2 separate regions of the Hordeum vulgare genome follow, and region 2 is linked to region 1. Evidence: chromatin contacts called from public Hi-C data. All regions are on one chromosome and are shown on one strand. The core of a region is the stretch at or near the end of the contact, and the rest is flanking DNA. Distances in the headings are between cores, read along the strand shown. Region 1 holds the start of LOC123445100. Region 2 holds the start of LOC123445102 (CLP protease regulatory subunit CLPX1, mitochondrial-like).

Region 1 (4,027 bases), core at 774-3,273:
TGTGCAGGAGGCGACTGTTCAACATGATAAACAACTTGCCCACTATATACGAGGTAGTGACAGGAATTGCCAAGAAGCAGTCAAAGGAGAAGACTCCGAACAGCAGTAGCAAGAGCAGCAAGCCCAGTATGAAAGTGGTAAGTGCAACATCGCCTTTTTTGTTGCTGCCATGGATGATGGTGTTGTGGAATCGCCGCTGATCCAGTCTTGCTTATGCTTGCTGGGTGCAGCTGTCGAGAGCCGAGCCCCGTGCAAAGGCGAAGGTGCCGGCCCCCAAGGACGAGGAGGAGAGCGGCGAGGACGAGGGCGACGACGAGGAGGAGGAGCACGACAACACTCTTTGCGGGACTTGCGGCACCAATGACGGCAAGGACGAGTTCTGGATCTGCTGCGACAACTGCGAGAAGTGGTACCACGGCAAGTGCGTCAAGATCACGCCCGCCCGGGCGGAGCACATCAAGCACTACCGGTGCCCGGAGTGCACCAACGGCGGCTCCAACAGCAACAAGAGGGTCAAGACATGAGCGGGGTGGGCGCCGGGGGGAAAGCTGCGCTTGCTGCGAGGAAAACCAAGCATCTTCGCTCAGCCTCTAGATATCATTTATTCATGGCTTAGTTTCCTTCCTACTAGTCTGTAAGCGTGCTTCATCATGTTTTAAGAAAAACCTTGAGATTTTCGTGTGTGTGTTGACATCAACCAGCCTTTGTTAATTTCTAGCCTGTAAACTTTGTCGACTGCCAACTGACCATTTCTTCTTCATTATTCGTGGATCCTTTGTAGTTCCTGACTCTGTTGCCATCATTCGTACTGGAATTTGTGCTGATCCTCGGTTGCTTGAAGCTGTCTTTCTCAGTTAATGGAACACATGTTTTTGACCACTAGCAAAAGGACCCGTGCGTTGCAACGGGAGAAGAACAATTATAATCTCCAATGGTGCTGATCATATTATGTCTTTAAAATTTTAGGACATTTCTGGAAATGCATGAACATTTTTTGAATTAGCAAACATTTTTTTCAATTGCACTCAAAAAATAACACACAAACTTTTTTTCAAAATCCTGGACTTTTATTGTTTTCACCAACACTGTTCTCAAAATTATGAACATATTTTTGAATATGCGAATATTTTTACAAAAATCCTGAGCATTTTTTGAATTCACAATTTTTTTTTGTTCAAACTTTTATTTCAAAATTCCCAGTTTTATAAATTGCAAAAGTTTTTCAAAGTTCTAAATTATTTAAACTAAAAAATGGAACAGAAAAATGAAAATAAAAAATGAGACTAAAAACAGAGGCACGAACTGTTTTTATAATTTTTACACGGACTTTTGTTTAAAATCGTTGAATTTTTATTTTGTGGACATTTTCTCAAAGTTTAAATATTTTTTATATGCAAACATTTTTCAAAACTCCTGAGTAGTTTTTGAATTCTCAAAAAAGAATGGTTTTTTGAATATTTTATTTCGATATTCTCAGTTTCTTAAAATTGAAAAAAGTTGTTTGAAGTTCTAAATTATTTAAAATACAAAAACAAAATGGAACTGAAAAGAAAAATAAAAAAACTAAACTAAAAAAACAGGCGCCCACGCATGGGCCGGCCCAAACAGAAGTGCTGCATCTTTTTCCAACGCCCAGACCGTAATATAGGAGGTGCCTACATAAGCCGGCCCATGCCGGATATTTTCCTATTTAAAACGTTTTTTATGACTTATAGGTGGCATTGGTGGGTAATTTTAGTTAATTTTAAGAGCAATTTGGATGACGTATGGAAGAAGCACTATTTGCTTTATTAGTAGGTAAAGATAAAGAAGTAAAGATAAAGAAGTTGGGTGATCTTTTTTCCCCCCTGCTGTCTCTCTTTGCTTGTGTTGCAAAACAGCACCGAATTACAGGATCCCTCCTCACAAGTCTGGGCCTGACGGCGCGAACGGGCCGCACGGCGAAGCCCACCAATTGGCGAAACTCGGCCGAAACTAAACCCACCAAAGAAATCCCGTCCGGCCGTAGACGACCCAAAATCCGCGCCGCCGCATCCAACCCATCTTCCTTCCTTCCTCTCCTCCGCCGCTCCGGTGGCGCGATGGCCGCGCGGGCCCTCCTCCTCCGGACAGCCGCCCGCTGCTGCTCCCCTCTCCACTCCCCGTCCGCCGCCCCGCGCCTCCACCTGAGGCTCCGCAGCAACGCCGCCGCCCCCCAGCTCCGCTTCCCCTCGCTCTCCTTCTCTGCCTCCGCCGCGTCCACCAGCTCCCACGGCCCCAGCGGCGGTGACGCCGGAGAGGGGGAGGATGACAAGGGAGGGTACGAGAACTACCTGGGGATGACCGACGACGAGCTCATGGCGCAGTGCGACATGGGCACGTTCAAGTCCTCCGGCCCCGGCGGCCAGCACCGCAACAAGCGCGAGTCCGCCGTCCGGCTCCGCCACCATCCCACCGGCATCGTCGCTCAGGTCAGTATTCATTGTCCAGTTGGGCTGCGAGTTTGCTGCCCAAAACAGAGTGGTTAATTTAGCCGTGATGTCCAGTCCAGTGCTTGACGGATGTTGGCTCTCATCTCAAATGCTTGGCACTTTGTATAACATTCACACCATTGCCAGTAGAGCTTTGGAGGCGCATTGCCTAATTGAGAGATTCATGCTTGAAGTCAATTAACATAACGGTTAATAGTGTGTCCACAGCATCAACCAACAATATATGTACCCATCATGGCGGGCAGAAATTTTTATTGCTGTACTAACAAAGATCAATCTATCATTGTTTCAGTTAGTACCGCCGCAACCTTCATCGATGTCTTTGAACCCAAACAACATCTTGCACTAACCGTCTTAAATGAACATTCCATGCGATGCTTGCCATGTTCGTGTTTGATCGGTTCCCCGCTGAATTCATACGGTCATCACATTGAACTTCAAAATTCAAACCAACCAAATATCTGATTCTTAATATATATTTTTCCTTCATGTCAGCCATCTTATGTGGTAGAACTAGCTCTTTCTCCACTCCTTTGCGTGATAGTTTATCTTACCATGCTTCCCCACAGGCTGTGGAGGATAGGTCACAACATAAGAATCGATCATCTGCTTTATCTCGGCTTCGGACCCTGATTGCTCTCAAAGGTAAATCTGTTGTGCTTCAAGTTATGCATGTTTTAGCTCAGTAAATGTTTAAGTAATATCATGCATACTCAATACCACGACTTTATGATCTAAATGGCTCAGAACTTGTAATGTTAGTTGCAAATAACCCCAAGGCGGCAACCTTGTTTCAATAATTGTTTTATCTTGATCACCATGCACTTATAATTTACACCAAGCAAGAATGGTCGGGTTATGTTTACATCATTCATTTTCAATTTCCATGTTAGTAACATTTTGGTCGTTCACATCTTATCAGTCAGGAGGCCGATAAACCTTGATAACTACACTCCTCCAGTTGAACTTCTTCAGATATTGCCACTGAAGTCTACTATTCGATCAAAGGACGTTGGCAATCAAATTGGCCCAAATAACCCAAAATTTTCACCAGTATGCTTCTCTTCTTACCTTAAATATGCTGGGTGTGTTTTTATCGCATGCTCAGTGGTGCCAATTTGAATGCCTCCGTTCCCAATGTTCTCTTCTTTTGGTGAGCAGGGAATGCAAGCTTTATTAGATCTTCTATTTGCTGTTGAAGGTTCTGTATCAGAGGCAGCGAAAGTTCTAGGGTAATGCATGACTTTCAAGTCTTTTTTGGCAAGTGTAAAAAAAATAATATGTTATCAGAAATGGGTGCTAGTTTACAACATGTTCACTCCATTTGGTTTTCTGAAACCATCTTCTATACAATATGTTGAACTACTTGACATAATGCAGCCTAAGCACTGGTGCCCTGTCAAGGTTAATTCTATCAGATGATTCTCTGCGAGCAGCTGCAAATGAACTGCGAGCCTCCAAGGTATTCCTCCTGCAAATCAGCCTAAGCACTGGTGTCCAGCTGGTTATACATGTCTGTTCGTTGAGAAAAGAGCAATACAGATCGCATAGCAAAA
Region 2 (4,027 bases), core at 404-2,903, 380 kb after region 1:
TATATATGTCTTTCATTTGAAATCAATAAACCCCCTTGAGGTTCAGTAAGCAAAGTGTAGTGGGTCCTATTTGATTACAAATATCAGGAAAGAATTACCTCCGCTGAAGGCATATATATAAACGAGGGACAAGGCAAATAGGCGCCAGAACCGCACATGCATATGAACAAGGCGGGATTCAAGAAGTAAAAGAGAGGAGGCGAGGCGGGTTTAAGTTCTCCCGCACCATGCAACGGAGGCGAGGGTCCGATGGACGAGCGGCGCTGCCGAAAGGGAGAGAGACTGCCATGGAGGAGAGTTTGGAGAGCCGCATCGTCGTGGATGAAGGCCGAAGCACATACGTTGCCACCTCGGATCTTCCTACGTTTCTGATGCAAAGCTATAGCCACTAGAGGTAATTGAAATTGTTGGCATGCAATAAAAATGTTAGGTTTGTTAATAAATAAATCAAGTGTTGTACTACAATAAAAAATCTTTGGCGTTCAAAGCAATGTGGTTATTGTTATGTGGTGGCGCCGACAATTTTTGACGTACAGATCAACTGATTGAAAATTCCTTTGTTATGTTACAAAATTTTACTTGCGTTAAACACTTTCAAATTTCAGTGTTGTGCTAACATTTTCTACTTTTATAATAGTGATAGTATACCCCCGTGATGCAGCAAAATGTGATTACGAACACTAAAAATTATGAAACTCTTTTCCCGTTGCAACGTACGAACATTTTTACTAGTGACAAAAGAAAATTGAGGACCTAACAAAGACGGCCAAAAAGAGAAATGGAGCAACGGTGAGAGTGCAGTCGGCTTCCCCGCAAGTCCGATCGATCCAATTTTTCAAGTCACGTGCTCCCATGTGACAACCAACAGCCCGAGAATAAACAAGAGCAGGGGGGAATATACTGGTCAGCTATGCATCCACCGATGGTTGTGCCGCCCGGGGATTATGCTTCTTGGTTCGTACTACTCATCCCCTCGACGTTTGACATCGTGCACAAAATAGTTACCACGCGTTCCTCTGTCCGCTCCCCGGCACCGTAGGCCGGCGGCCGGCCGGCCGGCCGAGGCGATCGACCGAGCAAGCCCACCGTACACGCATAGCGCGCCCGGTAACCACCCCGATAATCAAGCGCGCGATCATGCGATGCAACTGCATGCACTAGCGCAGGTACTACCCGGCCGCCTGCCTGCTCAGCCTGCCGCCATGCGTCCGTGCGCAAGCTCCCCGGCAAACGTAAAGAGCATGGCTCTTCTTTCTTGCCGTCACGTCTCCCAAAGATGATCCCGAGGAACACTCCGATAACACGCAACCATCCAAACAAAGCACGTAGGCCATGCCACCCGGGCCCACAGATAAGGTTCCCTCCGCGCTTGTCTTTTTTTCTTTTTCTTTTTTTGTGGAGAAACCCCTCCGCACTTGGTGCACGCTACGCTAGGGGCCCCCACGTGCCCCACATGGCCGCCCCTAAACCGTGGGTGGCCCGCAGGTCGGCCTCCCCCGCCCCCCCTATCCACCCACCCACCCCGCGGCCGTTAACCGCTCCGGGCCGCAGGAGAAGGCCATCCCCGATCCGACGGCCCGGATCCGCCCGATCAAATCTCACTTCCCGCACCGCATAAAAAACGGAAACTTCTTCACCCACTTCCCTTCCCTCCCCACTCCCCCCTATCTCCTTCCACCCCCCCCATCTTCACCCCATCGGCGGGCGCATCGCCATGCTCCGGACCATCTCCAAGCTCCGGGAGGCGGCGGCGCCGCTCGCCTCCGCCGCCGTACGGCGATGCTCCGGCGGGCCGCGGATCCACGCCGACGCCAATTGCCCGCGCTGCACCGCCAACATCTCCGTCCAGTTCTCCCTGCAGCCCCTCCCGCCGCCCGCGGCCTCCTGCAGCGCCGAGGCCGCGGGCGCCCGCCCGCACCACCACGACGGGGCCAGCGTCTGCCCCGCGTGCCGTGGGGCCTTCCTGTTCCGCGCCCATCGGATCGACCCCATGCGGGGCGCGTTCCTCGAGATCCCCAGCGGCGTCGGGGCCGACGACGGCGAGGATGCGCACAGGGGCGACCTCTCTCGGATCAAGCGGTGGATTGCGGAGCGCCCTCCGGACGACTGGACTCAGATGCCGCCGCAGGCTCCCCCGATGCAGATGCCGCAGGTCCCCCCAACGCGACGTAAACAGGGGAGGAGAAGAGGGAGGGATGAAGGAGGCGGTGGCGGTGGCGGCAACGGTAATGGAGGGGACTCCTCGGGCGGGGAGGGAACGAGCGCGGCGCCCAAGAGGGAGTGGTGGGGAGGCGCCACCCTGGGGGAGGAACTCCCGACGCCGCGGGAGATGTGCCGGAGACTCGACGAGTTCGTCATCGGGCAGGGCAAGGCTAAAAAGGTACAGCCATCTGTCCCCAATTCTGGTCCAAAATGGTGCGATCGTTGTGATTTGCTTGCGTACGCCATGCAATGTAGTATGCTGGACTTGCACGGTTCACTGGTAGCTTGGCATCGGTAGGTGAATTTTGGGTTTTAGCATGAATCGTCCTAGGACGTTGACATAATTGAATGAAATAGCGTACGGCTGGTTGCTGGGGCAACGCAGAAATGCACCTGGTTTGAAGTACTTGCTGACTGTGCCTCCAATTAAAATTTTCTGCACATTTATGTGGTTGCTTGCTCAATGGGGGTTCTCCGAATTTTTGGTTTGTTTGATGGACGACTAAGACTGTGTGTTTCTGGTCGAAATGTAGAATTGGGTTCTGGTGATTCAAGATTGAGAAATCATGGCTGAGTAAATTCTATATGATCATCAATGCTGCTGATTACAGAATAATGGCATGCACGTACTACATTTTATCATATTGTACTACATGTGGGTGTGGGGATATGCTGTGAACTAAATTAGGCAAGAGTTCCTTGTGCCAATGATAAAATTTGTACAGATTTGATATGATCCTTCTGTGTATGTATTTGGAAGAAACTGTGATGCATCCTGTCGCAGGTTTACTGGATATCTATTTTTTTTCACTAATTGAAAGGAGTAAAATGCAACAAGTATTACCTTGTGTTTTCTTTTCCAACATAGAATATGTTTTTTCAGAACACAACATACCATACTCCCTCTGTTCACAAATATAACTTGTTCTGCCATTTTTCTGATTCGGATGTATATAGACGCATTTTAGTGTGTTTGTTCGCTCATTTTAGTCCGTATCTAGTCCATATTGAAATATCCAAAACATCTTATATTTGTGAAGGGAGGGAGTACGTGTTTAAACTCTTATCTTTGTTGCAGGTTCTATCAGTAGCCGTATACAACCACTACAAGAGAGTATATAACGCAACTGTACAGAAAGGGTTAGTATCTGTCCTGTAACTACCTGCCTCAGTCACCTTTTTTTATCATATCTCCACATCAACAAATCATGAAAGACAAATGCTTAAGTATTTTTACACATTGGTAATGTATCAGTTCAAAGGGATGTGTGTCAAATTAACTTGTTAATTGCCAATATTTGTGACGTTGTTGTATCCAGATCTGCGGACAATTCTGGGTGTCCAGACGCTGCAAATGATGATCACGATAATGTAGAGATAGATAAAAGCAATGTACTTCTGATGGGTCCAACAGGCTCAGGTCAGCTTTTTTATTTTAATCTTCCACATTCCTAGCTAGCATTTTCACATGATACAATATACATGTATAACGAGATTTATTATAAGTTGGAGCTGACACTGATATCTCTCTTCGTGCTATCTGCTGACAGGAAAAACATTGCTTGCAAAAACATTAGCACGCATTGTAAATGTACCATTCGTTATAGCTGATGCGACATCATTAACACAGGCAAGTCCATCACCACTTCACTGTCACATTGTTTTGGGAACTGTCTGAGAAGATTCCTACTTAAATGCATTCAATCTATTTATGAAGGCTTAGCCATTAACATAGTTGCTCTGCTCTTAGACTCTACTCGTGTGCTTTCACTAGAATTCATGCTTCAACCAATACTTCCCTATCTTACAATATACTGCACTTTTT

Evidence for each region. A called contact is a pair of places that touch in the nucleus more often than the background predicts.
Region 2: a Hi-C map of leaf shows a contact between it and region 1, with 2.8 times the contacts expected there. The contact joins the promoter of LOC123445102 here to the promoter of LOC123445100 in region 1. A contact is called at or near these places in 3 of 6 Hi-C or Micro-C datasets (leaf and seedling).

The regions. Positions count from the first base shown.
Region 1 is chr3H:562,580,954-562,584,980 of MorexV3_pseudomolecules_assembly, forward strand. It overlaps LOC123445100, which reads left to right and starts at 2,024. Exons shown (of 6, transcript XM_045122032.1): 1 at 2,024-2,450; 2 at 3,041-3,116; 3 at 3,394-3,524; 4 at 3,633-3,703; 5 at 3,852-3,933. The coding sequence starts at 2,082. LOC123445099 (PHD finger protein ALFIN-LIKE 6-like) reads left to right here. Exons shown (of 5, transcript XM_045122031.1): 4 at 8-137; 5 at 231-840. The coding sequence ends at 524.
Region 2 is chr3H:562,963,121-562,967,147 of MorexV3_pseudomolecules_assembly, forward strand. It overlaps LOC123445102 (CLP protease regulatory subunit CLPX1, mitochondrial-like), which reads left to right and starts at 1,654. Exons shown (of 15, transcript XM_045122034.1): 1 at 1,654-2,380; 2 at 3,281-3,342; 3 at 3,522-3,622; 4 at 3,753-3,832. The coding sequence starts at 1,715.